Linked DNA regions of Gossypium hirsutum: region 1 is linked to region 2. A link is a contact called in public Hi-C data. All regions are on one chromosome and are shown on one strand. Each heading gives the region's core, a stretch centred on a gene start, on an enhancer-like site or on the middle of the called end of the contact. The rest is flanking DNA. Distances are from core to core; before and after follow the strand shown.

Region 1 (4,653 bases), core at 1,902-4,401, 43 kb after region 2:
TATTTAAACTATGATAGGGCATTCTCATAAATTTCTAATCGAGTTGGTGACTTGGTTGAACTCATAAAGTGTGCATAATAAACTTAAAATGTATAAAAATATTAAAATAAAGTTTTAATTCAATAGTAAATTAAAATGTTTTATTAATATAATTGGCGTATGTGAGTTTAAATTCTATCATATGTATATATATTTTTTCGTTTTTTAAAATGAAAAAATTAAAACACCATGGAATAATATTACTTGTCTCAATAATAAAAAGACACTCTTGTAATTTTTTAACTGAATTGAAAACCTAGTTAAAAGTGTCAAAATTTTGTTAATAGATACTATAAACCAATTGAAATAAATTCCTCCATTTTAGACGTTATAGAATTCTATGGTATCTTTTATTCAAACAGACCAAGAAGAGTACATAAATTAAGAGGAGAATGAATGCATAACAATGGATAAGTTGTACACTAATAAATGTTGGGTATAGGTATAATAATAAAGTATGTTATATTTTTTAAGAAAAATTATGAATTAATACTATTAATATTGATAAGGACAATTTAAAATGAAAAAAATTGAAGCATTATCATGTAAGTGGATTATTTTTATTATTTAAATTTCTTTTTTCTGCTCATACTATATGTGATATAGACATCTCTTTTTTCAGTAATTGACAAATGCCAGAATAGGTCACCCAACTTATTGGGTTGAAAGGTTTTTATGCATTGAGGGTCCCTTTCTGTACACTTACCAGTTTCCATCTGCCTATCCAAGCATCAAGTTTGCTCACATCTCACAAGAAAATGACATTAGGAATCTTATTAGAATATTGAAACAACCCATGAAAACATAATCTTTATCATATTCCAAAACCCTGATTTTTGCTAGATCAAAATCTCCCCAGAAACTTAAAAAGGAAAATCTTCAACCTCACAATATAAATATCCTGGGCATAGTGTCTTCCAATTTCTTCTGATAATTCAACGTTGTTGGTGATGAAGAAAAGAATCTGACAGTGCATTTTCAGTTCAACGAATTATAATGATGAGAAGTGAGAACCAGTTTTAAATAATAGGGTATTATCTAATTAGTCACTCAACTTTTTAAATGTTTTCATTTTAATCACTTAAATAGAAATATTTACAATTTAGTCACCGCAGTCCGGATCCATTTTTTGGTCACTAAATATTAAATCATCATTTTTCACTGCTGACTTAGCATGCCACATCGTCATTTTTTACCCTCACTACTGTTCATCTTCTTCTTCCCCTCCATGCCACCTCTTGCTTCCACTATTCTTCTTCTTCCTTTGCTCCCTGCTTCTAGCCACTGCCCTTTACCCACTGCCATCATCATCATCATGCTGAAAGAGAGAGGAGAGTTGAAACTTCCTTTACCTCCAGTCGTCCACAGGAGAAGCAACTTCCCAGTTCTGAGGTAAGATCATTTTGGAACTTCCTTTCTCCCAGTCGTCCACAGGAGAAGCAAAAAAGTTCCGAAAAAAATATACATAAAATGTACAGAGCATTTGAAACATCTGCCCTTTTCTTCCCTATGTTTTTCCCTGCCTCTTCAATATGACATTGTTGTGACATCACTTTGTGCTTTCAGTAGGGTTCATTTTCTTTCTCCCCCCCCCACCCATTTTCTCCTTCTGTTCCAAGGTTTTCCAGTCTTGCAAGTGTAATCTATTGAACGAACTTGAGAACTGAATCTGTTTCTTAGTTTTACATGTTTCACTGCCCACCTTTATATTTCTTGCGGGAATATACTTTTTCCAGAAAAATCAAATTTACAGGGACTAAAAATCACCCTTTCAGTTGATTCAAGAATGTCTGTTTCACCCAAATAAGACATAGTTTCATCATCCTTTTATTAGGACACCAGGCCTCTAGTCCATTTCCTTTGTTTTATCTTTCTTATTAAAAAAAAAGTAATACACGTTTCCATGTTTTTTTTTTTAAAATTTTTGTATAAAAGTTGTTAGAGTAGACATAGTTTCATCTCATTGTTTCTTGTCTCTGACCAATACCTCCATTAATTTTCAGAATATTTATCATTGAAAACTCCCCTACTTTTTGAAACTACATATTGCTATAAACTTATTATTTATTTATTTTTTTAATCATCATTTCTTTTGAGTTTTATAGTTTCAGACATTGATGTAACACTTGTTTGATAATTTGTCTGAACGAATTTTTCTTTTTTAGCTATGAATATGTTGTGGCAGCTGAGACATTCATGGATGGTTATAATTTTGATCATACAAGTCATTTGATTAAGTCTTTACACTGCCGAAGCCGAGCCTCGTCAGATTCTGTTGGATACCGATGTCGATACCGACGATTTCTTTGCTCTTTTCTTTCTGTTGAAGCTTAACAGATCAGAGTTTCATTTAGAGGTGAGCTATATGAAAAAAAAAATTAGCAGACTTAAAAATTAAATGACCGGTACATCATTGTGATGCAGGGAATCACTATCAATACAAATGCATGGACTGATGCTGGTCATGCAGTGAACCAAATTTATGACATACTTTATATGATGGACCGTGATGATATACTTGTTGGATTAGGAGGAGAAGGTGGATCATGGAATACGATACCATACAACCAAATATTGGCGGATATCTTTTGCGGGAAAATTAGTGTACCACTTTTTTTCAACGGTGGTTTATATTTTTCATTTTTTCAAGGTTTTCCAGTTTTCAACTCTCCTCTCTCTTTCAACATGATGATGACGATGGCAGAGGGTAAAGGAAGAGATGGTGGAATCGCTAGAAGCAGGGAGCAAAAGAAGAAGGGGGTGGAAGCAAAAGGTGGCATGAAGGGGAAGAAGATGATGAACAATAGTGAGGGTAAAAAGAAAGGGTCAAAATTGATGATGTGGTATGCCCAATCAGCCAACGATAGGGATTTAACATTTCCATGACTAAAATGAAAAACCTCCTAAACAGTAGTGATCAAATTGTAACTATTTTTATTTATGTGGCTAAAATGAAAGTACTCAAAAAAGTGGATGATGAATTAGATAATTCACCTTAAACCATAAAATAATAAATTGAGATTTAGAAGGAAAAACAAACAAACAAACATGAAAGGCCCATGATTAAGACTGATAGGACTCGAAAATTAGGACTGCTTTAGAAAGTTGCCATCAAACAGGCAGTCAGTAAAATGCAGTATCTAAAACCGAAGAAGTACATATTAAACACTAGAGTAAAAGACACACTTCCGAAAATTGTAAAATACGGCTATTTATCTAAATGATAAAAAAAAAACAATTATAAAAATGACTAAAATTAAAAAATAATCAACTAAATGACTTAAAATAAATAGTAAAATTGGGTTCAGAGCCTTAAGTGGTCAGCACCACAAAAAATTTTGACATAATCATTATCAGGGGTTAAAAAATTATGTTTTTGAGTGCTGGACACTAGATGGCCGGCATCCATGTATTTCTTTTTCAAACCATAGTATACTAGTATACATTTATATCAATATTTGAAATTTTTTTTTGGGTTTTGGGACTTAAGTGGCTGGCACCACTTTTTCACATAATGGTTTTTTTTGGGTATTGGTACACAGATGGCCGGCACCCACTTTATCAGATTTAAAAAAAAAACATGGGTTGGGGGAAGTAGATGGCCGACACCCACTTTTTCGGGAACAAAAATTTTCTTTGGGTGCTGGGACACTGATGGCCGGTACCCCCTTAGTCTATATATATAGAAGCTCTTTGGGTTGTGGTATTGCAATTTGATGGGAAAAAAATTGTTGAGATTACCATCAAATGAGAGTGTTTGGGTGTGTACCATCAAATGGGGATACCGTATTTGGGAGTGTATCATCAAATCGGTGTTGCAGATGGGAGTGTTTTGGAGTGTACAATCGAATTTCGAGGTGAATTATATACTGTCATGTTTTAATAGAGTTGAATTATATATTGTCACGTGAACCGTAAAGGTTATGCAATCAAAGGTCGGATGGCTTCTTTCACCATAAATGGCGAACTGTGTAGACCGGTGACAGTTAAAAAATATGGCGGGAGAACATGGTCAAAATTACTAAATGTAATGTAAACCTGATTCAAGCAGAAGGCGACTAACTATGGAGAAACTACTATTCAAAATGTTCGTATTATTTTTGTATCTGTAAATCAATTTTAGTCCGTATTATTTGTTGGTCGAATTTTATATTTTCGTATATCAGTTTTGTAAAATGTTTGTATTATCTTTGGATATGTAAAAATATTTTAGACCGTATTATTTGCCGGTCGAATTTTATATTTTCGTATATCAATTTTCTAAAATGTTCGTATTATTTTTGTATATGTAAATCAAATTTAGTCGGTATTATTTATTGGTCGAATTATATATTTTCATATACTAGTTTTGTAGAATGTTTGTATTTTCTTGTATATGTAATTTTTTTTTGTTGCGTCTTATTATTTGTTCCAATTACATACTTTTTACTTAATATTTTGTACTCATCTATGCCCATAAACAATTACGTTAAAAATTCAAAACATTTCGTATTGGAAGAATAATTACAAAGTAAATAATTACAAAAAAAAAATCAAAACTATTTAGATCCCGATGACGTCCCTAGCCTCGATGTATAACGATCGCGCTGCCTCTATCAGTGAGGGCATGCACTT
Region 2 (4,545 bases), core at 1,269-3,768:
TTATATCACATCAATTAATTATTATTTTTCAATTGATTTTATTCTATTTAAATAATTTTAACTTGATGGTCAAAGGGTCGCAGTAGTTATGTTACTATTAGTATTTTGTCCTTGTAATTCACAAAAAAGAATTATCTTATTTTTTTGTTAATTTAAACTTTTATTAGAAGATAAATCATTTTATAAATATTTAGTTAATTAAATTGTATATTTAAATCTATAAAGAATAATTATTTTATTTATAAATGATATATATTTATATTACTAATTAAATTGAAATCTATATTATATCCTATTATGTTCCAGAAAATCGATTTGGTTAGTATTAAACGAACTGAAAAACTCATATTTCGTTATTATTAAAGGAATCGAAGAAGACTACCCAAGCGAATTACGTTCCAAACAGATAGCGATTTCCAATCTAGTTTTCGTTCCCTGAATCAGACAGATTCATGTTCCAGATAACATTGGTATGAATTGTTCCGTTCTAAGTAAAAACATACTAAGAACTCTAGAACAAAGGGAAAATAACTATTCTTTCCCGCAAACACCTTACCTCTCAGATCCAACCAAAAGTCTTTTACACAACACCTATTACAAAGTTCTCAAGGCTTCCCTGCTTTTACCCCCATTTCCTCATTGTCTTCTTCCTTCGCTCACCATCCATTAAGCAGCAGCATTTCCACCCACAACAAGCGTGAGAACCATCCAGAAGAAAGTTCACTTGACGTCTGATTTTTCCTCATTTGTTTATTACTTTTTTCTGCTTTAGACTCCAAGCGTTTGATCAAAGTTATCTGTCGAAACCTAATATGAACTCCTCGGTTTTTGCAGATGAAGCAACTGAAGGTGACACAGAAGCCGCGGTGGTGGGAAGAAGTGGATGAAATTATCAGCAAGCCCAAGGTGCATAGTATCTTGTTTCTATGTTGTTTGTTAGTCTCACTTTTTATATGAGGAGTTGTTTTGATTAATATAGACTAGTGATAGAGGGGAAGGCGGTGGAGTTGTATCGCAAGGTGTTCCTGCAAATGAGGAAATGGGGTAAAGTTCTGAGGCTTCACTGCTTTGATGTCTTGTTTTGATCAATATAGATACATTTATGTCAAACTCGACAGATGAGGTATTTTTCCTAACTTAAAAAAATACACTTTTGTTTTGAAAAGGTATGCTAAATAAATTGTTTTTAGGTAAAATTTTTTTACTTTTCAAAAACATTTTTGAGAAAGAGGGGTGAAACTAAAATTTTTAGCTTTCCTCTATCAAAAACATATTTGGTGCATAATTACTTTTTGACCTCTCTAATAACATAACATTTTCTTTTTTTTTTCTTAATGCTTAATTACAGATGTGTTAAAATTATTAATTAAAAATAATTTTTTTTAAATAATACAAATATGTTAATATCTAATTTAATGGTTATATTTAAATATTTAAAATATAGTTTATGTATTCTAATTAAATTTTATAAATAATTAATATTTATTGTTTAAAAATATTTAAAATTTATATTTCAGATATTAAAATATTAACAACAAGTTAAAATAAGTTTTTTTTATATATTTTTACTAAAATATAATAATACTAACTAATTTGAGTATTATTTAAATGCATATTTATTACCTGATAATATATGTCTAAAATAGACATTTTATTTCTCAAAAGCACTTTTTAACAATAATACTAAACACTCAAATTTTAAACCGAGTTTTTTAAAAATACTTCTAAACTCTTTTCCACATCATTTTTTAAAATCACTTTTAAAAAGCATTGCTAAACTAATCCTAAGAAATTGCAAATGCGGGGAAAATGAAAAAGCAAACAACACATTTGGTAGATATTGATTTTGAAGAGTTTAAAAGTTTTTCATGAAATACATATTTCTAACAGCAATAAGAGTTTGGATCACTTTCTTTGTTCCCCTATTGGTAGGCTTAGTTTCTTTTGAAGGTTAGCTTTTCACTTTTATCTTGGGTTCTTTTTTTTTTTTTTTTAATTCGCATGAAGCCTTTTATATTATGGCCTCGTTAGTGTCTGAAGTTTCCAACTTGTTATTCTATTTCTACCACATTTCGTGTTAATGGCAATTGAATATTATCTTTGTTTGGTTCTCAAAACTGACAATTGTTTTGCTGCTCTTCAACAGCAGTTGAATAATATTCTTGACCTCTTACCCATTTTGTAATATTTATTTTATTTATATTTTGAGAGAGAGACTTGGACTTTGCTCTTTCAGCAGGAAATCAGGTACCGAAGTAGAAGTTGGGGTGCATTTTAGAGCAATTTCTTTTCATCCAATCCGGTCCTTTTCTTTCAATTCTATGGACACCACTATTTGGTTACACTTACCTAAAAATATCCTAATTTAGTTGAAGCCCAAAGTTAGGCTGACTCATAATTTATACAGCGACAGAGACAACTACTTCAGTTCGCTTGCTGGTCCTTTAGAGCCCAGTGATTCTCCGCCTAGTTAGGTGCTACTTCTGGCTTTGAGGTAGTTAAAATTTAAGAAGGTAGATCCTACTAATTTGGTATTGCACTTTTCAATCCCGAAGCACATACAGTGTGATGGCCCCTGTACTTTGGGTATGTGGCCCCTAAACTTTTAAAATATCCAATTAAGTCCCTGTACTTTATTCCCGTTTCCGAAACTGGTCTCTGACCTTAACGGCAACAGGATTTGTGCTGACGTGGCACATCACCCACTCACGTGTCTAGTAGGGACCTTTGACTGCCTTCCCAAGGCCCTGTTTTCTTTTATTTTCGTTAGTAAATCAAAACTAAAGTTTGGCTGTTCAAAGTTTCTGCTCTTTATTGTGATATAAAACATCAAAAATCCTTCTCTATTGCATGCTTTGGCTGTTCAAAGTTTCCAATTTGTTTTCATCTATAAAATCCTTTCCTTTTCTCCTTCAAAAACCTCAAAAATCCCTTGCTATCTCTTCATTTCTAATATGCATTCGATATAGATTCTCGCACAGATCAAAACCATCATCTATCAATTATTTTTTCATTTATTCTTATTTCTGAAATGAAAACCACGTAAGGATGTAGAATCTAGCCAGAGCCAATATTGTTGAAACTTGGGCTGTTATTGCGGCAATGTTTTTTCATGTCAAGAAAACCCATTCGAGAAACAGCTTGAAGGAGAAGGGGAAACTTGACTCTCATGGAAGATTTGACAAATGATATATTCGAGTGATTGGTTTTATTATTATTATTATTATTTATGTTAATTGGTGAAGGGGATGAAATTTGAAAATTTTTGGGATTTCTAGATTTTTTAATCTTACATTATTAATGCAGAAAAGAAAATGGTTCTAATTTCTAAGTTTGTTCTATAACCATCTCAAGTTTTGAACTTCTATTCATCAATTCCCGCACAAATTTTGGTGGCATATTATGATCTTTGGTGGGATTTGAATCAATCCCATCATCAATTTCCACACAAAACTTTGGTGGTATACTTGGTGCCAATCCCATTTCAATCAAAGGTACTTGAATAGAAAAGTTCAAAGCTTTTCAGTGAAATGAGTTTTTTTTTTTTTTTTTAATTTTAGATTTTTCTTTTCTTTTCTTTCAGGTTTACTTATGTTTTTAAATGTTCTCGATTTTTTTTTTACTAAGAGATGAAATGACAGAAATGAACATGTAGAATTTTAATTTTTGTGTTAATGATTTTATGTGGTTTTTCTTCTTGTAAAAGAGAGATGAAATGAGTGTTATGAAATAAATTTCTAGGATAATGATTTTTTGGGTTTTAATTTTTGGGTTAATGGAAGCTGTTTTTTTTTTTTGTAAATTCAATGTTTAAAATATATACAACATATGAATACTCATAGGTGTTGGATTTGAAAATTTCTTAGTGTAAAGATTAATCACTAAGAAAGTTTGTTTTAAGGATAAATCCGATAGGTCTGAAAGGGAATCATCGTCGGCAGATTGAAATACTTCATACACAATCTCTTGGAAGGATATGGTTGTTAGAAATTCAAACTCAGGTTCAAGAAGATTGGTGACTCCTTTTGATGCTGATGCGGTTGAAGACTTAGATTTGATGGAAGGGGTTATCAAAAAAATCTTTCATTAATGGAATCCCTTCCATTGAATTTTCTGAAAGGATTAATCAGATGCTAATCAAAGATATGAGCACAAAAGTGGTATTAAAATTACTAGGCCACAACATAGGATATTCGGCTTTGCAGAATAAAATATACAATATGTGAAAATCATCCTATCCGTTTCATCTAATTGACATAAAAAATGGATATTTCTTGGCCAGGTTCCAAAACAAGAGTGATTCGAATAAAGTCTTATCAGGGGGTCTTTGGATTATCTATGGACAATATCTAATTGTAAAGCCTTGGACGATGAATTCAACCCTGCTCAAACTTTTTTTAGTGTGGTTATAGCGTGGATTAGGCTTTCTAGTTTACCAAGATATATGTATAAAAGGAAAATCCTTCTGGAAATAGGGGGAATGGTAGGGTCAATTACAAAGTTGAATCTGAACACCAATAGTAGGACAAAAGGGCGTTTTGCCCG

Evidence for each region. A called contact is a pair of places that touch in the nucleus more often than the background predicts.
Region 1: a contact with region 2 is called in a Hi-C map of leaf, with 3 times the contacts expected there. The contact joins two enhancer-like sites. A contact is called at or near these places in 11 of 34 Hi-C or Micro-C datasets (anther, callus, cotyledon and 2 more).

The regions. Positions count from the first base shown.
Region 1 is chrD02:46,720,975-46,725,627 of Gossypium_hirsutum_v2.1, forward strand. No RefSeq gene overlaps it. Among protein-coding and RNA genes, the nearest start is that of LOC121215051, 28 kb to the right of the region's middle. Within about 2 kb of position 3,152, at least 1 of the 9 cell types and tissues checked has an H3K27ac peak or open chromatin away from gene starts, as enhancers often do. A contact at or near this core is called in leaf, where this site is marked.
Region 2 is chrD02:46,678,838-46,683,382 of Gossypium_hirsutum_v2.1, forward strand. LOC107896628 (a long non-coding RNA gene) reads left to right here. Exons shown (of 4, transcript XR_005910276.1): 3 at 835-1,123; 4 at 2,237-2,849. Among protein-coding and RNA genes, the nearest start is that of LOC107896628, 3.6 kb to the left of the region's middle. Within about 2 kb of position 2,519, at least 8 of the 9 cell types and tissues checked have an H3K27ac peak or open chromatin away from gene starts, as enhancers often do. A contact at or near this core is called in leaf, where this site is marked.